5 separate regions of the Mus musculus genome follow, and regions 1, 2, 4 and 5 are each linked to region 3. The links are chromatin contacts, called in public Hi-C, HiChIP or PLAC-seq, capture Hi-C and promoter capture Hi-C maps. All regions are on one chromosome and are shown on one strand. The core of a region is the stretch at or near the end of the contact, and the rest is flanking DNA. Distances in the headings are between cores, read along the strand shown. Region 1 holds the start of Atp6v0d2 (ATPase, H+ transporting, lysosomal V0 subunit D2). Region 2 overlaps Atp6v0d2 (ATPase, H+ transporting, lysosomal V0 subunit D2). Region 3 holds the start of Cpne3 (copine III). Region 4 holds the start of Ttpa (tocopherol (alpha) transfer protein). Region 5 has its middle 29 kb from the start of 4930480G23Rik.

What was found. Promoter capture Hi-C pulls out the DNA fragments that hold promoters and counts their contacts. Hi-C and Micro-C count contacts between places; a contact is called where the count stands out from the background. HiChIP or PLAC-seq counts read pairs in DNA pulled down with a chosen protein or histone mark. Capture Hi-C pulls out chosen DNA fragments and counts their contacts.
Region 1: a capture Hi-C map of macrophages shows a contact between it and region 3, with 5 times the contacts expected there. The contact joins the promoter of Atp6v0d2 here to the promoter of Cpne3 in region 3. A contact is called at or near these places in 12 of 39 promoter capture datasets (the C10 cell line, cranial neural crest, embryonic stem cells and 7 more), 3 of 484 Hi-C or Micro-C datasets (CD4 T cells, CD8 T cells and bone marrow-derived macrophages), 17 of 115 datasets of contacts at active chromatin or transcription factors (the 230-238 cell line, DN3 thymocytes, bone marrow-derived macrophages and 8 more) and 3 of 9 other capture datasets (adipose tissue, liver and macrophages).
Region 2: an H3K4me3 HiChIP or PLAC-seq map of bone marrow-derived macrophages shows a contact between it and region 3, with 4 times the contacts expected there. The contact joins the enhancer-like site here to the promoter of Cpne3 in region 3. A contact is called at or near these places in 10 of 39 promoter capture datasets (the C10 cell line, the HPC-7 cell line, cranial neural crest and 4 more), 14 of 484 Hi-C or Micro-C datasets (B cells, the C10 cell line, the C3H10T1/2 cell line and 10 more), 10 of 115 datasets of contacts at active chromatin or transcription factors (CD8 T cells, astrocytes, bone marrow-derived macrophages and 5 more) and 4 of 9 other capture datasets (adipose tissue, bone marrow-derived macrophages, embryonic stem cells and 1 more).
Region 4: a Hi-C map of granulocyte-monocyte progenitors shows a contact between it and region 3, with 3 times the contacts expected there. The contact joins the promoter of Ttpa here to the promoter of Cpne3 in region 3. A contact is called at or near these places in 5 of 39 promoter capture datasets (the 3T3-L1 cell line, embryonic stem cells, liver and 1 more), 12 of 484 Hi-C or Micro-C datasets (LSK cells, bone marrow-derived macrophages, embryonic stem cells and 5 more), 9 of 115 datasets of contacts at active chromatin or transcription factors (astrocytes, bone marrow-derived macrophages, embryonic stem cells and 3 more) and 4 of 9 other capture datasets (adipose tissue, embryonic stem cells, liver and 1 more).
Region 5: a promoter capture Hi-C map of liver shows a contact between it and region 3. The contact joins the enhancer-like site here to the promoter of Cpne3 in region 3. A contact is called at or near these places in 2 of 39 promoter capture datasets (cranial neural crest and liver), 1 of 484 Hi-C or Micro-C datasets (bone marrow-derived macrophages), 5 of 115 datasets of contacts at active chromatin or transcription factors (bone marrow-derived macrophages, embryonic forebrain, embryonic hindbrain and 2 more) and 2 of 9 other capture datasets (adipose tissue and macrophages).

Annotation. Positions count from the first base shown.
Region 1 is chr4:19,919,324-19,924,043 of GRCm38.p6, reverse strand. It overlaps Atp6v0d2 (ATPase, H+ transporting, lysosomal V0 subunit D2), which reads left to right and starts at 1,478. Exons shown (of 8, transcript NM_175406.3): 1 at 1,478-1,676. The coding sequence starts at 1,547.
Region 2 is chr4:19,877,770-19,882,005 of GRCm38.p6, reverse strand. It overlaps Atp6v0d2 (ATPase, H+ transporting, lysosomal V0 subunit D2), which reads left to right. Exons shown (of 8, transcript NM_175406.3): 6 at 554-730; 7 at 1,927-2,001; 8 at 3,626-4,236. The coding sequence ends at 3,787. Among named protein-coding and RNA genes, the nearest start is that of Atp6v0d2, 43 kb to the left of the region's middle. Within about 2 kb of position 2,160, at least 5 of the 459 cell types and tissues checked have an H3K27ac peak or open chromatin away from gene starts, as enhancers often do. A contact at or near this core is called in bone marrow-derived macrophages, where this site is marked.
Region 3 is chr4:19,568,615-19,572,913 of GRCm38.p6, reverse strand. Cpne3 (copine III) reads left to right here and starts at 2,806. Exons shown (of 16, transcript NM_027769.3): 1 at 2,806-2,913.
Region 4 is chr4:20,005,293-20,009,585 of GRCm38.p6, reverse strand. Ttpa (tocopherol (alpha) transfer protein) reads right to left here and starts at 1,257. Exons shown (of 5, transcript NM_015767.4): 1 at 943-1,257. The coding sequence starts at 1,146. It overlaps 4930480G23Rik (RIKEN cDNA 4930480G23 gene), which reads left to right and starts at 3,847. Exons shown (of 5, transcript NR_040768.1): 1 at 3,847-4,038.
Region 5 is chr4:19,974,551-19,979,430 of GRCm38.p6, reverse strand. No RefSeq gene overlaps it. Among named protein-coding and RNA genes, the nearest start is that of 4930480G23Rik, 29 kb to the left of the region's middle. Within about 2 kb of position 2,565, at least 11 of the 459 cell types and tissues checked have an H3K27ac peak or open chromatin away from gene starts, as enhancers often do. A contact at or near this core is called in liver, where this site is marked.

The DNA.
Region 1 (4,720 bases), core at 229-2,728, 350 kb before region 3:
TACATTATATGTAAATTTCCATCCATTTTTAACTATATAAAATGACAACATGCAGCCAAATTAGACCTACAAAAATGACAAATAAGCTCATATGAATGATTCATGATAAAGCATATTCAGGATGTTTACAGATGGCGGAACTGTAGGAGAGCTGACTGTGGCAATACAATAAGAACCTTGGTCTCTGGTCAATTACAGATATTCAGATATAGGCGCTGAGCAAAGCTAAGAGTTTGATTCTCTGTTTTGGTTTTTTGTTTGTTTGTTTGTTTTTTTAAACAAAACAACTACAGGAGAATTTACACAGATTGGAACTTTTCTACTCCTTGTCAGTTTGGAAATACTGAGGGAGCCCAGAGAAGCTCTGACGCCTTAACTCTATGTGATCACTTGACAGAACACATAGGAAATCCTGCCCCAGAAAGTCATGCGGAAGACATCTGATAGTCTGTGAGCTAAGTTTATGGGAAGAACAGCAACCTTTTTGGAGTATAAAACTCAGCAGTTAAGTGCCCACTGCATTAACATCTGCAGCGCTGCCAGCTGTGCCTTCTGAGCTGCCTCACAGCTTTGGAACTCTGACTTCTTATCTGTGACGTGGGGAGTCATAGCATCTGTCTCAAAGTAACCACAGGCAAAAAGGAGAATAAAGAGAGCATAATCATCCGCCGAAATGCACAAAGGTAGAGGCTCCGAGTATAGACTGTTTAAGAGATAGCTGGCAGCCCTTGGCAATGTCAAGACATTGCTAATTTGTTTAACAGAAATACACTATATTACAAAATTATCTCCTCTTTTAGAAATATTTGTAGTTGCTGTTTTCTTTTTTAATGCTTCCTGATTATTTTACTTTTTGATACAGGAGTTTCACTCTGTAACCAAAGCTGTCCTCAAACTCATGGCAAGTCTTCCGAGTATCTTCTCTCAATGGCTATGTGTTAAAGGCGTGAACCATCACACCCAGCATTTTTCAGTATTTTAAAAAGGAAAGTTTTAGGCTGGCCAATGTGGCTCATGCCTTTAATTCCACCATTTGAAGGCTGAGGCAGGTGGATTTCTGAGAGTTCCAGGCCAGCCTGGTTCATAAAGTGAGTTTCCAGACAGCCAAGGCTGCTCCCAAACAGAAAAAAAACCCTCTGTCTCAAAAACTAAGAAACATTTGTTCATATTAACAGTGCCCCCAGAATGAAATAAATATAATTTATAATTAATGTACTAATGTGGAAAAGGTATATTTACAACAACCTGGTGTCACTGGCAAAACTGGGCATGACCTTGGACTGTGCAAGGGAAGAGATGCCAGGACCCCTCCTCTCACCTCTCCTCCTGACAGCAAATTCTCTCCAGTGCACTCAAACCATTGGACTGACTCACTGTTGTTGTAAAAACAAGACCCAGGCACTGTGTTGACTGCCTCTGAAACTGGAGCAAACTAGTCAGAAGCACCCTGACTATCAGCTGAGCGACCACAACACCCACACTTTCCCGGACCAGGGCCAGTGTTCAGTTGCTATCCAGGACTCGGAGCCACTTCAGCCTGAGCAGTATGCTTGAGACTGCAGAGCTGTACTTCAATGTGGACCATGGCTACCTGGAGGGCCTGGTTCGAGGATGCAAAGCCAGCCTCCTAACTCAGCAGGACTATGTCAACCTAGTGCAGTGTGAGACCTTGGAAGGTAAGCCACTCACCTCATCCCATTAAAGCAAATGAACAAACATGTTGCTCTGGGGAAAGAAGGGAAAGGGGCTTTGATCTCCTGGGCAGAAGTCCTGAAGAGGTTCTTGGTCCTAGAGTTCAGCTGCCCAGGGGCCTGTGGTTTAGGGACCTTGGTGGTGAGAAGTAAAATATCTCTGTTTCCCATATTGTCTACATGCGATTTAATATTTCCTTCCAATCTAAGGTATTTAATTATACTTTAAAGTACTGTGTTTCCTTTGTCACATCTATTTTTATCCACATAATTACAAACACTATTTAGCAAGAACCTTCACCAGCCTACCTAGAGTCTATGTAGAAAAAAAAGAAACAGATAATATGTTTGGCTTGGAGAGATTTTTGTCTAGCTCCAGTTTTTCAGTAATGATTGGAGAATTTGTTTGAGATTTTCCTTTAGCTGAAGGGCAAGAGGAAAGGAAAAGCCAGAAGTGTGGTGGATCTACCATGTGTTAAAATCCTGACCTTGACTTCTAAGTTAGTGACCTGGTTTTTTCTAGGCTCTGAGCCTCGAAAGTCCTCCCATAGGCACCTGGTAATAATTCCTATTCAGTTACTAAAGGAAGAACAGTGAAGCACTCAATAAATGATAATTTCCCTTAATTGACATTTTTCTCAAACGTTAACCAAGAATATACATCAGCAATCATTTTATTAATAAAAACATCTTTGTTTATTCATTTTGAGAGATGTCTAGATTATTCTAGAAGATGTAAGTAAGCACTAAGGGAAAAAAACGTTTAGAAAAGGAATTAATTAGTAGATGTGGAGGGGAACAAATCATGTTTAAAAAAATCTGACAGTGACTTTCCTGGCTTCCTCGTAAGGTTGAGAGGAACTGGGGTCACTCTTGTATAGTTGCGAATAGTTACAGCCAGAGTTAAATGCCCAAGGTGAGATTAACCTTGCTTTGCCCTTGATTTTTTTTTTTTTGTATAGATAGATCTTTGAGATGAGAATTCTATTGACTACAAACAATGATACATAATTCCAAATACAGCATCCTCAGTTGGGAGTTTGGTGACGAGGAAATGTTAATTACTTATAGAAATGCATGTATAAATTAAAGAAGGGGAAAACAGGAACCTTAACACATGGCAGAATACTTACTCAGAGAGAAGTCAGCTGTTTGGATAAATGTTTTACAGTTTTGAGTGAAGCCTCTACAAGCAATAAAAATGCTAATTTAAACCCAAGCAACCATTAAGATGTCTTTGTGACAGCAAACACATGCTGCTCATACAAGGATTCAGAGAGAATCAAAGAAGTTGCATCAAAGTCAATTCTAGGGCAGAAAATGCAAAGAGGATACAAATCAAGACTTCAGAGTTACCACCAGGACCAGCGAGGTGGCTCAGTGGTTAAGAGTACGTTCCGCTCTGACAGGGAACCTGGATTCAGTTCACAGCATCCCCACTGGACCCCTCACAGCCATCTAATATCGCCAGGGCCATCTGATGCCCCCAAAGCACCTGCACTCACATGCAGATAACCACTCCCTTACATACATATACACATAATTTAAAATGGTTTTTGTCTTTTTTTTTTTTTTTTTTGTAGCTACAAGACTTTTTGCCATGGGGAATTTTAACCAAAAGATTCATTTGAAAGTAAAAGGGAAGAAGGAAGTTTATATAGTGTGTATCTGGCCCAGAATAGTTACCTAGCTGAATTTAGTATCTTTAATGTCAAGAAAAAATTCTGACCCTTTTGGAGACCTCAGGATGCTTCTGTACATGTCCCCCAAACATAATTTCCCAAACAATGCTAAGGGGCCGTTGACCACCTAACAGCATCCCTGAATCCTAGTTAAGAAACCCTGCTGCGTGCATCATTGCTTTATAATAATTACACCTTCTGATTTTCTCTCTTTCTTTTCAGTATGTATCGTTTTTGATTATTAAGTTTCCAGATATCTATGCACAGACTCAGAACTCAGAAGGACAGGCTGACCCAAGAGAATCTCATGATAGCTTATAGGGATTGCCTCCAACCATACCTGAAGATACCCAGAAATACTGACAATCAAAACTCAGTAAACCACATTTGAGTTATCATAGATGCTGAAAAATTCAAATAAGAAAACTTAAAATAACTTTTTTTGAGACAGTGTTTCTCTGTGTAGCCCTGGCTGTTCTGAAGCTCTCACCTGCCTGTCTCTGCCTCCCAAGTGCTGGGTTTAAAGGCACATGCCACCACTGGCATGTACATGTGTGTGTGTGTGTGTGTACATTTGTATACATGAGTGTATGCCACATGTATGTAGGTGTCCTTAGAGGTCAAAAGAGAACATGGGATCCAAGCAGAAGGTTGAGCACCACCTTATATGGTGAGAACCAAGACATAGCCCCCGGCAAGCACTCTAACCTCTGAACCACACCTCAAGCTTCTTAATTAAGAACTCTTGGCCTTCATAGAGATGAGGACACCGAGGCTTAGGATGACTATGATTAAACTACAGTCCAGCAACAACATAAAATAGAGATATCAGTGTCTCTTTGTGCACTAAATTTCTACTCAGACGTACACAATGTATATCAGGAAACATGGCTCAGTGGTAGCGTGTTTCCCACTTGCCCAGCCATGCATGCATAAAGCTCTTGGTAACTTCTCCAGCAACACACACACAGAGCATGGATACAGCCATGATGTTTTGATGTCAACTCTGGTTTGCTGATAGAAACAATACAGACCGCCTACTTAGTTCATTTCTAGAATGTTAAGAATTAAATAGCTCCGAAAAGAAATGTATTTGTTCCTTCTGTGAATATGCAGATGCCTCCTGAGCTAATTCAGGATTAAGAATCAGTCAAGGGCACTTGCTGGGGTGTAAATTAAGGACATGAGGACTTCGGTTTACATTAGAGGAGACTTTAGAATGCACTATATAAACTGTGGATAAAGAAGAGAAGCTGGAACTTAGCTCTCACAGCAAGATGTTGAAGCAGGTGCATTTTGCAAAAGAAAAGCTAACTTGGCAAAGGCTAATTTTCTTTCGCTGTTTTA
Region 2 (4,236 bases), core at 911-3,410, 310 kb before region 3:
TCTAGCAAACAAATTCTCCCTTTCAAGAGGAGTCTAAAGGGGACTAGAGAAAGTACTAAAGCAGCTGAAGGGGCTTGCAGCACCATAAGAGGAACAACAATATGAACCAACCAGTACCCCAGGACCTCCCAGGGACTAAGCCACCAACCAAAGAAAACACATGGTGGGACTCATGGCTCCAGCTGCATATATAGCAGAGGATGGCCTAGTCAGTCATCAATGGGAGGAAAGGACCTTGGTCCTGTGAAGGTCTTATGCCCCCCTGGTGTAGGGGAATGCCAGGGCCAGGAAGCAGGAGTGGGTTGTTGAACAGGGGGATTGGGGAGGGGATAGGGGGTTTTCAGAGGGGAAACCAGGAAAAGGGATAACATTTGAAATTTAAATAAAGAAAATATCTAACAAAAAAAAAAAAAAAAGAGGAGGCTAAAGGAACCCTAGTAACACATGCCTACTTTGTAATTAGACACGGACTTCACTTCAGAAATGCAATTCTGCATGTAGCTTGGGGTGTAATTGATGATTATATTTGCTGCCTTATGTCTTTTGCCTGCAGTTTGAGGCCGACAGACGCGCTTTAATCATCACTCTGAACTCATTTGGCACTGAACTAAGCAAAGAAGACAGGGAGACCCTCTTCCCCACCTGCGGCAGGCTCTATCCAGAGGGGTTGCGGTTGTTAGCTCAAGCTGAAGACTTTGAGCAGATGAAGAGAGTGGCAGATAATTATGGAGTAAGTGACTTCACCAGCACCCGAGTGCCTTGCATTACTTCAGCACAGGCCCTTTAGAAGCTCACACATCCATTTAGACACATCATCCAAAGTTATACCCAGATGGCAGCAAGCAGAGCCTCTTGCAGTAATTATGCCTCCCAGAGAAACACTTCAAATTTCCAGTCCAAGCTGGTGTCTTTTAAGAATCCTGCCAAGAAAGCCCTTGTTTAAATCTCCCAGGAGTGGTTATCTGAGCACTTCTTGAAGTACCTTTTAAAGCAAGTTCCCCAAGAGGCTGAGGCAAGCTTCTGGAAGTGGGAGTTCATGTCAAAACTATATAAAAGAGCCTGACCCCAGAGTGCCTTCCAAGTACCCTCTGGGGAAACAAGAGTCAGGACAGAATAACTACAGGAACTAAAAGAGAACATGGGATGTGTGTGGCTTCTCCCAACCCCTTTGCTTAATGGCAGAAGCTGGCAGATGAACAGAACCATTCGTTTGCTCTCCCTTCTGCATTCAGGACTCTCAGACAGCATGGGGCTCTCCACAGATGGTATGCGTCTCACCCAGGACCCACCTCCTCGGCCTTGTGGGTAGTCATACATATGACCTACAGTTCACATCCTCAGCTTAAGAAGACACTGGTGTTTCCTTATAGGTTTCTGAGTCCTTCCAGGAGAAATTCAGCAAATAGCATACATAAACCTTCTTAATGTAATGGAGGGCAACTCTTTACTACAATGTTAAGATTTAGGCTTCTCGCTGGTTTCCACACCTTCTACACTTGACATTTCCTTGAGGTGTATCAGTTGTCGTCTCAAGGAGCTTGCAAACCTATACTGGTCAAACTGTAAGAGTTCAGTGAGTCTGATGCATTTATGTGTGGAAATGTCAATGTACAATGAGGAAAAAAAAATGTAGCTTTTGCCCTGCACTTGTAGCCTTGAATAAGGGAGAAAGGGAGAATTTCTACCATCTCTTGGGTTGTTTGGATATTTTACAGGATGAGGGCATGTCAGCAAGTCAAAGGCCTGATCAAAAACACTCAGTCCTTCAGTTACAAATGTTCTTTAAATCACACACACACACACACACACACACACACACACACACACACACACTAACAATAACTCTATTGCTAAGAAGATATATTTATATGCATTTGTAAAAACTGAAAAATCCCTTACATTTAAACTCTTGTCTTTGTTTTTAAGGTTTACAAGCCTTTGTTTGACGCTGTCGGTGGCAGTGGGGGGAAGACACTGGAAGACGTTTTCTATGAGAGAGAGGTACGGTGGAAATGGAAATGTTAGCATTTATGTGCTCTTGTCGTTGTTATTGTTATCATGGACTTTAAATATTTCCTCACTTGAAATTTCTTCTATTTCATCAGGACAGTTCGTGCTTTTCCATAAACATTGTATATTTTCACTTCCTTATAGTGCCAGAGCCCTGCGGCTGCATATAGTTTCACAGAAGTTGTCCTGTGAAGAGTGTGTGTTTAGTGGGAGCTATAGAAGTGACTTTTGCATAGTTAGTGAAGTAGAAAAGGAAAACCGGGCATCCTCACAGAAGCTGACTTTTCTCAGTTTGGTTCCCCTCACTCCCTAATTCACATAATCTGCAAGAACTTTTTTTTTTCATAGTTAAAATGCAAGTATAACAGTATCCACATGGGAATTATTCATATGGAGACCCAGAGCCTAGATTAGTCCCTTTCCCTAAAAAAAGTGTGCAGATTACTTAATCAATCATTATCAAGTCCTTGGCTACTGTACTGTTTAATGAAGAAAAAATTTATTCTTCCTAATCAAGTTTGTTTCTACAATTCTAGATAAATTTTCTAGTATATTCACTTGACTGAAGCCATCCCGCACTCCTACCCTCCCTCCCCCCGGCTATCTGGTTGAAGTTAATAAAGAACGAGTGATCAGTGTTGGGATATCACCACTTGCAGCCTCGGGGAACTTTGTTCCCAGACATTAGGCATTTTTCAACAGCCTGCTTCCATACAAAGGAGTGGAAGCAAGGCAAAGAATCCAACATATTAGGGATCTTTACAAACTACACAGGCTGTAGCAGCACAACAAACGGTCGGTCAATAAAGCTGCTCTTTGCAAGAAACATGAGTGTCTACAGAGTCAGCCTGCACTCCTGACTCTGTCGCTTAAGGTGTACAGAGGAGCAAGAGAGCTCTGCACCTCTCCTGCCCAGCATAGTGGGATGGCTGCACACCTCTTCTTTGCAGCATGGTGGACTGTGTGCCTCTCCTGCCCAGCATAGTGGGCTGGCTGCACACCTCTTCTTTACAGCATGGTGGACTGTGTGCCCTCTGTGCTTCTTTTCCACCCTAAAGTCAAAATGGAACAAAGTGAAAGACCCGTTAAATAAGGAATTTCATTTTCTTTTGCTTACTTACTTTTGAAGAACAAAGCAATATAACTTCATGGCTTGTAGCTCTAGAGCACTATAAAAGGCTCACATGTCAGTCTGGATTCCAGTGCACTGTTGCATTTCTCTGAGACGTAGACAGCCTTAAATACCTGCTCAAAATTTTTGGAAGTTGTAGCCAAGAAGGTGGCCAATGAGGCTAGGCCACCAACTGAAAGCCAGAGAAATAATAGTGGAAATTTAAACATATATTCCCCAAACACACCCTTCTTCTAATAGCACTAGGATGTGAAGCCTACTGTGTGAGCCCATAAGCTTTGGTACTTTTCTACATTTGTCCATGTGACCCTTCCTTAAGATGTGCTGAGTTGCCTCTGATCCCACTATTGGTCCAACTGGCCCACTAATTAAGAACAAATAGGCACCACTGTAGCAGAAGCCATTTCTAGCTTGTCTATTACTTCATAAATGTAGTATGTTTTAAACAAACTGATGGTCCTTGTCATCTTTTTCCTTCCTTAGGTACAGATGAATGTGCTGGCATTCAACAGGCAATTCCATTATGGTGTGTTTTATGCGTATGTAAAGTTGAAGGAGCAAGAGATGAGAAATATCGTGTGGATAGCAGAATGCATCTCACAGAGGCATCGAACTAAAATCAACAGCTACATTCCAATTTTATAAGCCAGTGTACAGAAGATCATACATGTTGCCATGAAGTTATTGAGGAAAGGAAGGGGGATTGTGTCACATTATCTAGATTATATAAAAGTAAGTCATACCACCTTTCCATAAACTACATGTCCACTGGAAGCCCAGTAAACAGAACTTGAAACAAAATATGCCTTTCTTGTTTCCAACAAGCCCCAGTCGTTTTTTCACATTTATGACTTCCTGCTCACTGGCCTCATACGTTCATTTTCATTGACCCTGTGGCACTTTTTGTATTCTCATTTGGTCAGACTAAAATCATACGTAATCAGGTTCTTCACGAGTTCTTTTCCGTTCTTCTCCCCAAGCTCAAACACTGCTTTGCCTTTTACGTGTTTGGTCCTTCCATGCATTCACGAAAATGCAAAGCTGTGGGTAGCTAACATACACCATGCTTGGTGAAGACACGTTCCCTTCCTTTC
Region 3 (4,299 bases), core at 1,557-4,056:
TCTGCCACTATTCCTTCATATTATACTATCAGATGCCATCTTCCTTTCCTCATATGAGTTCATATTTCTTACCTGGCTCATTTCAATTTATCTTTCCATTATCAGTGTGTCACTTCCTCAAAGAAACTTCTCCTTATTCCTCCTAAATATATTTCCATTTATTAATTCATAATTTGACTTTTGCAATGGTTTGGACTATATTTTGGAGGAACTAGTAACATATGCCTTCATTATGCTATAATCTCAATGACTGATTTTTTTCAATTATACTAGGGTTAAATTTTTTTATACTTTTTCCATTCATTCAATAAATGTGTATTGTGTATATGTAATGGTAGATCTCAAACCCTAGACAAATGGCTAACTGAGATGCCCATTTAACATATCAGAGCAGATGCTGGTAGCCAGGTTCTCAGCAACTACCTATTACAGGCCATCCTGGCTGGCATACCCTCCCCCCTACCCTACTATGCATCCTACTATGCTCTCCCTCATAGTTACAGTGGGCCTTCTCCACTCACACCTAGCAGCACCATGCCCCCTCCCTTTTTTAAATATAATATACCTTCTACCTTCTAGTAATCAGAAAAGTAGAAACACTTGTAAGATACTTAAGTATATGTACTGATAGATGGTGCAAAATGCCAGCTAGGAAGGTGAAGGAGAAAGGGCTACAGATGTATTTCTGTAAATGTTTGCAATTCTATTTTAATTTTCCCCCCTTTCAATGTCCAGTACTGAACACAGAGCCTTGTTTGTGCTAGGCATTTAGTACTTTATAACTGAACTATGACCTCAGCCAAACATTGCAATCCTAACCTGGATAATGGCCAGAGAAGGCTTCACTCAGAACTTTTGAGTTAATACCCAAAGAAGCGAGTCATGAGGGGTGTTAGGGACACAGCATTTTGTGTAGAGTAAAATAAACATGCAAATTTTTGCTCTGGAAAAGTAGATGGAAATCTATGACCATTAGGGAAGAGGAAGTAAAAGGTAAGGGACAATGATAAGTTAGGTGGCTAGCAGTGCAGTTTCTCTTCCCACTGTAAGGATTTTGAATGTTTGCTTTATATGACTAGGTCATATCTAATTTACATCTTATTTTGGATCCTTCTATGTCCAAAGTAGACTAAAGGTGAGCATGGTTGACCTACGAGAGGCAATCTCTTGAAGGAAACAAACTCACTTTCTCCCAGCAGTTTTCAGTTGCTACTACATTACTAATATACAGCTAAGAGTGAGACTTTATACCTATTGCCCCTCTCCATGCTGAGAATTTGTCCAACCTGAGCTTTTGCAGGTCATTCCAGGCTGTCAAAGTTGCAGTGAGCTCACATTTAAAACTGCCCAGAAGACTCTAGCTCTTACATTCTTTGCTTTCTGTCTTCTTTAATGATCACTGCTGGGTCTTGGAAGGAGGGGGCATGATGCAACTATCCCATTTAGGGGTATGCTTTCCTTAGTCTCACCCTCTGTGCCTTGGACATTTGCGGGACTCTGTTCACCACGGCTGCAAACAGAAGCTGCTCTGATGAGAGCGGAGAGGTGCATTAATCTATGAGTTTAACGAAAAGCCATTAGGAGCTGACTTGATACTCTGTCCATTGAGCAGAATATTTATAGTAGATTCTCCCCTGGGTCTGTGACCTGCCTAGCTGTTGTTTTTGCCTCGATAATAGTGCCAGGTATGGATTTCATTTTGTGGAGTGGAGTGGAACTTAAATCCAATCAGAAAGTGGTGAGTTATTTCCATGATATTCCTGCCACTATTGCACAAAGGGCATGTCTTTCCAGGCTGCTCATCACTGGCGCTCTAGGGTTCACTGCTGGGTAAGACTGAGATGACCTTTCTCCTCTGGAAGCTTACATATCACATTCCATTCTTTAGTCCTTTCTATTGAGTGTCCCCCCCCCCCCCCGCCTTTTTCCCCTCACCAATGTAAGTGAAGTAACTTTTGTAATACTGTTCGTTTGTCTTTGTTGATTTTTATCCCATTTTTTTCCAGCAGATATTTTAAATTTTCATTCAATAGAAGGATGTGACTTTGAGTACCCATCACCATAGGCATTTTGAGATTAGCATAATCTGATGACTTTAGGCAAATTGAACAACTGTTTACCTACCACATTTCACAGTATTTTCTTGCACCATTCTTATGAAAAGGCACGTGGCGCTAAACACATAACAAAGCTTTTGTGACGACCAAATAAAATAAATATATATTAAATAAAATAAGCATGTAAAATTACTCTGGGAAGGTGTACGCTCTACAGAAGGATGCTTAAGAGCTGGCATTTCACACTATTTCCTTGTCCAGATCTGTTTTCTTTCTTTATTTTTTTAAGGTTTATTTGTTTTGCTTTGCATGTATGAATGTTTTGCTTGCATGTTTGTACACACACACACACACACACACACACACACACACACACACATACACACACACCTGCCTGCTGCCTTGGGGAGATCAGAAGAGAATGCCAGATCCTCTGGAATGTGCTAGATGTTTGTGAGCTACAAACCGGGAACTCTGCAAGAGCAACAAGTGCTCTTCACTTCCGAGCCCCCCCCCCCTCCCCCCCAGACCAGATCAGATATTTTACTGCCTAAAGTCAATTACGGGTTTTGTAAGAATTCTTTAAAAGGTCAGCGGGTTGAGGCGCAGCAAAGAAAACTGGGAGTGAAAATGGGTTGAAATGGGTTGGGCAGCAAGCTCCCTATCAAAAGCAAAACTTCACCTTGGTCCCGCCCACAAGCTCCGCCCTCGCCCCTCCGCTCCGGGACTCCGCCCACGAGCCCCGCCCCTCCGCGGTCCAGCCCTCAGGTTCCAGTAAAGCCCCTGCGGTCCTGCCGCCTTGCGGTGCTCCTCGCTGGCTCTCCACCCTCACTCGACTTCTGCGGCGATATAGCACGTGAGTGCGTGACTTTTCCCAGCTCCGGAGCCGTGTGTCCCAGCCCAAGCCTGCAGCCTCCCGGGAAGCGGGCCGGTCCCGGGCGGGAAGACTTAGGGCCCTCAGGCTTCCATGGCCCGTCCCTCCGGGCCCCGGGCGCTGGAAGTGCTCCGTGGGTTTCCGGTGCCCACTCTGGGGACTCCCGAGTGTCGCGTGCTGGGTCCGCGGCCCGTGGAAGTCCGGGGCTGGGGGTCAGCCTGGGGGCCGCGAGCGCCTCCTGGGCCTGCGGCTCGCGCACCTGAAGAACCCTGCCGGGGATCCGCGGGCCTCGAGTGGAAGGGCAGGGTGGGGCGAAGGGTTACAGCCCCGAAATCTCGGTCCCGCTCAGCGGGGAAAGATTGGTGAACCAGACGAACCGGTCGTGTGGGGGAACGGTGGAGGAAAGGCTGCGTGCTGAGGGAAAAGGTGCTACTGAATTCGGTGCAAAGCTGGGCCTGGGTGAAGTCCTAGCAAGCTCCTGCACCTGTGTCCAGGGCTTTGGGCTCACTGCACACGCGACGCGAAGGAAGGGCAGTGCCACTTACTTGTTTTGCAGTCAGAAACTTGAGAGCATAGTGACCGTTAGTGTTGGCGCTAATGCACTTGACTGCGATCAGCTTTTGTTTCTTTCTGTTGTGTTTGTGGCCGCCAATAATCAGAGGGTGAAGTAGGATTAAAATAACCAGTGGTTTGCAGTGACCCACAACCTCTGTGTTAAGACCATTTTTATATATAGTTAGCTCACAACAAGCATAAATGCGACTATTATCTTTTTCACTCCTCAGGAAACTGGAATTAATTTATGAAACTTGGCACCTCTGAAAGTGGTAGCATTAGGTTTCGATTGTGGTCTGTACTTTTTTTTTAATACTTTACGATTTACAAAAGTAAGTGAATCTTATTTCACAAGAAAGGCAGTGACTATCTGTCTAGTTTCAAGTATGTTCTGAGGTTTTGTTATCTGTCTAACCTTTGGGTGGGATGCCCAACCCTTTATGGTGTGTTTCTACATTTGTAAAATGGATATAGCACTGATGTGTCAGAGTGGTGAGGGCTAAATAAAATGTTTGTAGATCACTCATCGAAGTGTCTGATACATAAATAACGATAAGATAAATGATGATGGTAGTTGTAGTGACAACAGTGGATTCTCAGAATCTATCTGCTTTTCAACACTCCCCCTCACCCTGCCCCCTCTGTTTTGAGAATATTTTTTAAAAGGCGGCCCCTTTTGGCTGATGAGTTGAAAAATGCACCCCACTCGAGCCTGAAAATCTAGTGCCTCATCTCCAAGATTGGACCATGCAGAAGCTCTCTTAATGAGACAAAACTGAATTTCTGGTTTTTAGATTAAAACACGCCTGGCAC
Region 4 (4,293 bases), core at 8-2,507, 440 kb before region 3:
GTAACAATCTCTACAGCCACAAACAAAAAACTGACTAGATATCCCCAAAAGAGTAGTAGGTGTGAGCACATGTTCACATGACCTGATTCTATAACAGCATGCAGTTGAGAAAAGCCAAAGGAAAAAATAAACTCACAAGCGCCTGTTTGCGTGAGCATTGTTACACAGGCTTGAAGTAACAGGTAATGCCATACTTCTGGGTCCTCAAGGTCTAACTAGAGTTTGTGTTGGGAAATTCTTTTCTTTTAGGAAATTCCTTTGAAGTTTTTCCTGTTTTGTATTGTTTGTGGTGTTTTTTGCCATACTTGGTGCTTATCCAATAAAATTAGTTTCATAAACCCAGGGCATGTTGGAAATCCGCAGCCTGCTGATCACTGACTACTTTCTCCGTGCCAAGCACAGGGTTTGGCACATCTTGTTCTAGCATTCCAGGTTAATGTGCAATTCTCGAAACTACTGTCATGTCCTCACAGTTACTGAACAGATAAGGGTGCTGACCCCAAGAGGGACAAAGTCAAGGTCGCATCTCCCTGACCCCAAGGCCCCATCTCTCTTGGCCCCAAGGCCAGTGTGTTGTGAATACCTGAAACATAAAAGAAATCATCTGTACTGCCCTGGGTTTCAAACATGCCAAACTGTGCATTTAGCTCTATTAACATAGTCTTTTTCAAGATGCCTTTAGATGTCCATTTCGTCGTCCTCTGTCCACACCTAGTTATCTATTCAGTTAACACAGCTGAGCACCCCGGGGGTCAGGGATCTCCACTTTGTTTAATTCCCAAGGACCCTAGTAGTCCACGGGATGTCCTCCGCGGCGGCGGGGACCAAAACATCGGCGGGGGCGAAATCGGGGTTCTGGGCGCGCCTGCAGTCACACTGCCACGCTCGGCGCGCGTGGATTCCGCCGTCGCCGAGCTCTGCCCGCCCCCGGTGCACACTTACGCGCCAGGCCAGATCCAGATCGAAATCCCGGGCGCGCAGGAAGCGCAGCAGGAAAGCGTCTGTGAGAGGCTGCGGGGTCTGCGGGACGCCTGCCTCCTGCACCCGGCGCCTGAGCTCCGCCAGGCCGGGCTGGAGCAGCGGCGAGTGGTCGGGCAGCTCGTTGAGCTGTTTCCCAACCAATGGCCCCGGCCGCATCTCTGCCATGCCCGCCGTGCTGTCCCGGCGACAGGGGGGAAAAGTGCGGGCCCAGAGCCACCCTCCGCCCCCCGCCGTGGCCGCCGCCCCACGCACACTCACCCGGGCCGCCCCGATCTCCCGTGCCCCGCCGGTGCAAGGGTCACGGCGCCCTCTTAAAGAAGCCCACGTGGTGCCCTCCGGTGCTCACCAGGGTAACCGCAGCCAGTCCCAGGGAAGGAAAGTCACTAGTGTTGAACCTAAAGAACGGGAAGTCGAAAAGTTACTTGGGATGTTTATAATCAGGCTGCCAGAGACTTTTCTCACCCTTTCCTCGTTGCCCTTCCCCCTCTGTCCGTTTTGGAATCAGGGAACACTGTAAACGGCTCTTTAATTAGCTTGGGTAGCAGACACTCAGGAACCCTCCTCCTGACCCCTTCCTTAAGGCTGAGCTCAGGCCATCTCTGGCATTCTAACTAGTTTCCAAAATGTAACTCAAGGAAGCCACCTTTGGCAGTCTCCTCCTCCTCCTTGCTTCTCTCCAGGAAAATGCTTTCCAGATCTTGGCATCTGGCTCTACTAGAGAAAGGAGAGCGGGTGGGGGAGGTCACATTTTAAACACTAACGATGTATGTGTTTAGATGCCACCAGTCTCTCAATCAAAACCCTTACTTAAGGAACCTGAAGGATGTCTGCTGAAGAATACACAGAGATGACCGCGAAATCTGAATGAACACACGGAAGTATTTTTTCCTTCATTTCCATTAAAATTATCCTACACTTGAACTGCCACCTGAACAGAAGAAAGTCCACAAAACTAACTCCTCTTAATATGCAGTGCATGTTCACAAAACACTGATTTTGCGAGTGAAAGAGGCCTTAAAGGAACTCAGAGCAAGAATGTCTGATGGAGTGGCTCTTGGGTAGAGACCATGTTCCGATTATTGAGGATATCCTCAAAACAGAACTCTTGCCTTGGAGACGTTTTTCATTTTTGTGTGGGCTGGAAGTAAAAGGAGCAGAGGTAAATCTCCTCCATGGTGTAGGAGAACATTAAGCAAACACCAGGGAACAAGGCCAAGCGGCTGTGTTGTGGTGTGAACCCCTGAATCACAAAGAGAGCTGGCTGGGGTGCTTGGTTACCGGGCTGAGAGCTTTGAATTCTATACTGAGGAAGGAGAGGGAACAGTATTAAATAACCAGGATCCAATCTGAAAACTGTTAAGTCTCAAACCCTGGGACAAGTAGCTAGGTGCCTTTTAATACATCAAAGTGGAGCTGTCCCCTAGGTTGTCCCAGCATCTCTCAGTCCCTACTTGTTAGAGGGCATGGCAGGTATGCTCCACCCCACCGTCTCCCTGCCAGCCCTCCAGCCCAGGGTGTGGGCCGTCCTTCCAGAGAAGCTCATCCCTATATAATCCAGCCGGTTTGTTACCTTCCCTCTTTAGTTTTTAGCCTTTTCCTCTCTAGACTGCTGCTCCTGCCCCACCCCCACCCTCTTTATTTATTAGCCTTTTCCTCTCTAGGCTGCTGCACCTGCCCCACCCCCACCCTCGCTCAGGTTCATGTCCACATTTGACTCTCCTAAATGTGTCTGCCTCTGGCTGGGCTCTCCCTTTTTATTTACAATACATTTTCTCTTCCACCGTACCTAGGAACAGTCATATCGTTTTCATTTTATTTCTTTCTTATTTTGTTTTTTTTTTTAAATTTTTTTTCATTCAGGAACCAGAATAACTGAGGACTGGAAAGTGTAAACCTTAGCTGATACTTCTAGAGAGATGGAAAGCTGTTGGAATAAAACTGACAAATCAACATGAAAACCAAAGTGTGGACACTTTGCCCCTTCTTAGAATTGGGAACAAAACACCCATGGAAGGAGTTACAGAGACAGTTTGGAGCTGTGACGAAAGGATGGACCATCTAGAGACTGCCATATACGGGGATCCATCCCATAATCAGCGTCCAAATGCTGACACCATTGCATACACTAGCAAGATTTTGCTGAAAGGACCCAGATAGAGCTGTCTCTTGTGAGACTATGCCGGGGCCTACCAAACACAGAAGTGGATGCTCACAGTTAGCTATTGGATGGATCACAGGGCCCCCAATGGAGGAGATAGAGAAAGTACACAAGGAGCTAAATGGATCTGCAACCCTATAGGTGGAACAACATTATGAACTAACCAGTACCCCTGAGCTCTTGACTCTAGCTGCATATGTATCAAAAGATGGCCTAGTCGGCCATCACTGGAAAGAGAGGCCCATTGGACTTGCAAACTTTATATGCCCCAGTACAGGGAACGCCAGGTCCAAAAGGTGGGAGTGGGTGGGTAGCGGAGTGGGGGGAAGGGTATGGGGGACTTTTGGGATAGCATTGGAAATGTAAATGAGGAAAATACCTAATAAAAAATAAAAAAGAGAAATGTAAACAAATAAAATAACCAATAAAGAGTTTAGAAAGAAAGAAAGAAAGAAAGAAAGAAAGAAAGAAAGAAAGAAAGAAAGAAAGAAAGAAAGGAAGGAAGGAAGGAAGGAAGGAAGGAAGGAAGGAAGGAAGGAAGGAAGGAAGGAAGAAAGAAAACCGTGTGAGAGAAGCCTGGGAGACAGAGCACTGAGCCATCGGAGCCTGAGAGCCTGGGAAGGCCTAACCAAGGAGCCCTATTCCAGACCTTTGTGACTACATAAGGAGGACTCACTCCCCAGGCAAAGGAGAAAAGGGCGGGGCAGGAAGAAAGGTACCAGACAGAAGAATAAATTGAGTCTTACTTGTGAAGTTCTGAGATTAAAAGACACAGGAAACTGGTCTTCTGTGGCAGTGTCGGATATTTGAAACGATATTAACCAGGGCACTGGTGTCTTCGTCAACATGATACAAACTAAGGTGACCTGGGCAGTTGAGGAATTGCCTCCATCAGGAATGTGAGTAATGTCTATGGGACACTTTCCTGCTTGATGACTTCTGTGGGAGGGCCCAGTTCATGCTGGGTGGTGCCACCCTGGGCTGAGCGCAGGCCAACAAGCTGCTTGCCTCGGTGGTCTCTGATTCAGTTCCTGCCTCCAGCTTCCACCTTGAGTTTCTGCCCTGACATCTCCCAGTAAGGGACTCTTACCTGGCAGTGTAAAATGAAACTTTTGCAAACCAATTTTCTTTGGCCATTATTTTATCACAGCAAC
Region 5 (4,880 bases), core at 1,316-3,815, 410 kb before region 3:
ATAGTTTATGTATGTCGTGAAAATAAATTCTTTGCCCATTCACTATGTCACATTGGTAGTGCTCACTACACAAAACATTATGCTTTCAGCAATATTAATTGGAGAGAAATGCATACCAAAATTCAAATGTCTGTGTTTCTGAAATTTACTGAGTTGTGCATGATAAAAATCTGAATGTAGTTAAATTTCAAGGAAAAAACCTTTATATGCAAATAAAGATTTAAGACATTTGAAAGAACTGTGTCATCCTTTTTCTTCTATCTGGAACATAAAAGGATGATAGAGCTAGCTGTGGATTACATGTTAAGTTTGTTAAAACCAACTTCCTCTGTACTGTGGATTCTGTTCACTTCCTAGTCTGCTCTTACATTATAATATTAGACCTGTTTACTTGTACCCCTCTGTTGTTCTTCTATTTAGGAGTCATAGCATCATGATCTGACCCATGGATCAGACTAACTCTTGTTTCAATGTTTTTTTTTATTATTATTTTATATATACAAATGCTTGCCCGCAACTGTGTGCCATCTCTGTGCCTAGCACCTTTGGAGACCAGAAGATGGCATTAGTCCTGTGGAACAGAAAATATAGATAGTTGTGCACCACCAAGTCAGTAGTGGGAAGTAGACCTGCATCCTCTGCAAGAACAGTAAACACTCTTAGCTGCTAAGCCATCTCTCTAGTCCTGGAGCTAAGCCTTTCTTTTCAACGTTGTCAGGATGGGTAACAATGGAAGTTCTGTAGCTTGCTATTGAGTTTCAGATCTGAGCTAAATTTTGCAAGACCAGATAATTTCTAATCAGTTCAAGAGAATTTGTCCAGCTTTTTTTTAACTTAAAAAATAATATTCACAGGGCTCCCAATGGAGGAGCTAGAGAAAGTACCCAAGGAGCTAAAGGGATCTGCAACCCTATAGGTGGAACAACATTATGAACTAACCAGTACCCCGGAGCTCTTGACTCTAGCTGCATATGTATCAAAAGATGGCTTAGTCGGCCATCACTGCAAAGAGAGGCCCATTGGACACGCAAACTTTATATGCCCCAGTACAGGGGAACGCCAGGGTCAAAAAGGGGGAGTGGGTGGGTAGGGGAGTGGGGGTGAGTGGGTATGGGGGACTTTTGGTATAGCATTGGAAATGTAAATGAGCTAAATACCTAATAAAAAATGGAAAAGAAAAAAATAATATTAATAATAATATTTCCCAATCATCACCAAATATTAAAATAATTTACCTGGTGTTTTGTTAAAGACGGAGATTTTCAGCCTCATTCAGATATCTGTGGAATAAGGCTAGATATATGAATTTTAAAAATATATCTGTCATGTGTGTTACAGATTGGCAGTCTAATTTAGGGTAAGTCAAACTTCTTAATTATTGATTATACAACAAATGAAACACTAAACATCTGTAGTGATCATTAACTTATTTTACACCAGATATTAAAAATAAACTAAATTTGAGAACTTTCAACTATGTTATAATCTAGTTTAGTTCCCTCACCTGCAAAATCCACGCCTATAGGATTAGAATACTGTGGAGGAATGAATGTGGACCAAAGGGATACTATGGCACTTTGAACAATATATTTTATCATATATTTTCCCAAATATTTTATATTTAATAGAAGTAAATGTTAGGCAGGGCACTGGTGTTGCATACTTTTAATCCTGGCACTCAAGAGGCAGAGGCCGGTTAATCTGAGTTTGAGGCCCATCTGGTCTGCAAAGTGAGTTCCATGACAGCTAGGGCTACAGAAAGAAATTCTGTTTTGAAAAATTAATTAAACATAAAAATAAAAATTATGTTTTCTGAAATCTACTTAGCTGAGATCTGGAAATTCCTATGCTCAGTGAGGAGTTAAAGAAGTGATTAAAGAGTAACCTGTCATGTCCATATCTCTTAATATACAGTTCATTCGCCTCAGTACAGTTCACACAGGAACATACATATGTTTTATAAGGTGTTAGATACATATAGTTGAATTTAGGGGAACTGTTGAGATACAAATTGCCCTAAAACTTCGTCAAAGGTATCAACAAGCATTTTTTAATCACAACAGATAGAAGGAAATACCAAAATTTCTTGGAAATAGTTATTCATAACATGGGCCCATTATTTAAGTTACTACATTATAGTCATTATAAATCATATACATTATGAGTTCCTAACCTTCAGAGCCTATGTTCAATCAATGTAATGTTTTTAGAAACCATTTTCAGTACAGCTCAATACCACTGCACAACAGAGCAGAGGAGAGTCATGTAGCTCAAGGCCCGCTGAAATTTCAACCAGAGTTTTACACTTAAAGTACATGGGCAGACCTACTATGTGCCAAGGAGGGTACTGAGAACTTTATTTGCCACGCGTGTTATAAGCTGGCAGTCTAATTTAGAGAAACTGAAGTTTCTCAATTACTGATCACACAACAAATGAAACATTAAATGACGGTAGTGATCATTAATTTATTTTACAAATATTTGTAAAGTATCAGCTCTGTGCTAGGCACTGTGCCATACTTTCTGGAACTTTATTTTGTAATATCAAACTAAAAGAGCTTATTCAGGACATAAATGACTATTGTCAGGTACAGTGGCACTCAGCATGCCAAGAAAGGAGGATTGTTTGAAGACAGGCTGGGTTATACACTCAGAACCTGTCTAAAAAGCAAGCAAACAAACAACAATAGCATAATGATAGCTTTTTCTCTTACATGAAAGTCATTTACTGTCATATTTTAGAAATAGGAAAAGTGTCTTGCACAGTTTTGGGGACAAACATGACAGCTGCAGTCTGTTGATTCAGCTGTGGCCTTTCAGACACTTCCTGGTGGTGTAAATGTCCAAAGACCAACTCCAGCATGTGTTTACTCAGCCTTGCCCTTTCAGTCAGCTCTGGAGAGAAGTTATGAAAATTAACTTCTGTCCTTTCACCGAAGTTTAAACCATCTTTCAAAAGAGCCTTTTTGTAAATTTATACCGCATAAAATGGAACTGAGTCTTTTCGATGTTTCAAAAATTCACTGTATATCATTTTATATTCACTTACCTTTAAGAAGCTTGCAAAAGCTATAACAAAGAAACAATGGCATGCTACTTGTAGAACATCAAATTAAAGTTGGTCAAAAGAGAGATTATTAACAGGATTGCCAACAGAGGCATTATGAAACCAATACTTTCACGGAATTAAGCAGAGCCGATCTAAATTGTTCAGTACTGTGAATTCAAGTATTCCAACAAGGATATGCAGGCTTTCCCAGGGGAGGTGATCATACCTGAATACTGAGGTCTGCATTCTCAAAAGCTTATTGCTCATATCACTAAGTATTTAAAGGTCAATTAAAGCCTGAAGTCCCTGTGAGAACGACCTTACAGAGTATGTCAAGAGGCATCTTCCTGCTAGAGCTGGCCAAGCTGTGTCAACATGAGTAGTATAGGACTGTGACTATGGAGAAAGCCCAGTGTAAAATATCTCTTCAGGGGACTCCTAAGCAGAATATCTGAGGCCAGCAGTAGGTACATCTGCTGCAGTAACTACAGCAGTAAGTACTGCCTGGATTGACCAAAGGAAGATGACACCTCCAGGGAATATTATAGGGTGGGAGGAGCTTTGCCAGCATTTAAAATTTTAAGTAATATGTGTTGCAATTGGGATTTCCAAACAAGGAAATCTAGAGATATGGGACATTAATATGAACTTATATGAATATGATAAGCTTTGCATCATGTAGCTGGCAATCTATCATGGTTATAATAGTATTTTGATTCAACTATTTTATTCATGAAACATAACAAGTACTTTTGTAAGGTGTCAAAAACTGGACTACTACAGGGTTACAAATATTGGTTTCTATTAGTTTGTGTGGGACATACGTCTTAATAGTCATTTTAAATTTAAATAGTTTTTTAAAAGTATTTAAACTAACATAAATCTCAGCAATTTCCATTACTAGTTTTGAAAACTATAAAGAGAATATATATATCTAATCAAGTTTAGATAGAGTTTATTATACCTATCTATGAACACTTACACTAAAACCTTTAAACTTTAGAGAATCCAAGAATGTAAATTTATTGTCTATTGGTGTTTTTATAAACTGATGTAAAAAAGAGAGGCTTATGAATATATGGTCACAGTGTCAACTTACTATTTGTGAATGTGATTCTGAGCATTGCCAAATGGTGATCAATATGACAAATGATGTTTGAGTTTTGGTTTGGTTTTCTTGTTTGGGGGTTTTTTGTTGTTGGTGGTGATGATGGTGGTTTTGTTTTGTTTTTTGAGCTTTGTTGTTGGTGTTGTTTTGTTTTGTGTTTGAATACTGGGCAGCAATTCAGGATTAGGAACTTCAGAAAGCATGTAACACCTCTGCATTTGGGACAATAATGCAAAGGAAAGATAAGACACCAGAACTGTGGACCAAGTGTCCCTCAGTGTTGCTATGACTACAGAAGTCCTTTAGATGATACTGAATCTACTGAAAGACCAAGGAGTACTCAGAAAGTGACCCAGGGATTCTGGAAAGGAAACAGCAGGTGTTAGGACTCTCCAGATACTCTGAGTGTTATTGGCATCAGCAATAGTGTCTGGATTTGATGTCTGCATATGGGATGGATCCCCAGGTGGGGCAGTCTCTGGATGGCCTTTCCTTCAGCCTTTTCTTTACTCTTTGTCACTGCATTTCCTTTAGACAGGAACAATTCTGGGTTAATATTTTTGAGATGGGTGTGTGGCCCCATTCCTCAACTGGTAACCATGCCTATCCACTGGATATGGTCTCTACAGGTTCTCTCTCCCTTTTGTTGGGCATTTCAGCTAATGTCACCCTCACTGGGTCCTGGAAGCCTCTTGCTTTCCTGGAATCTGGAAAATTCTAGTG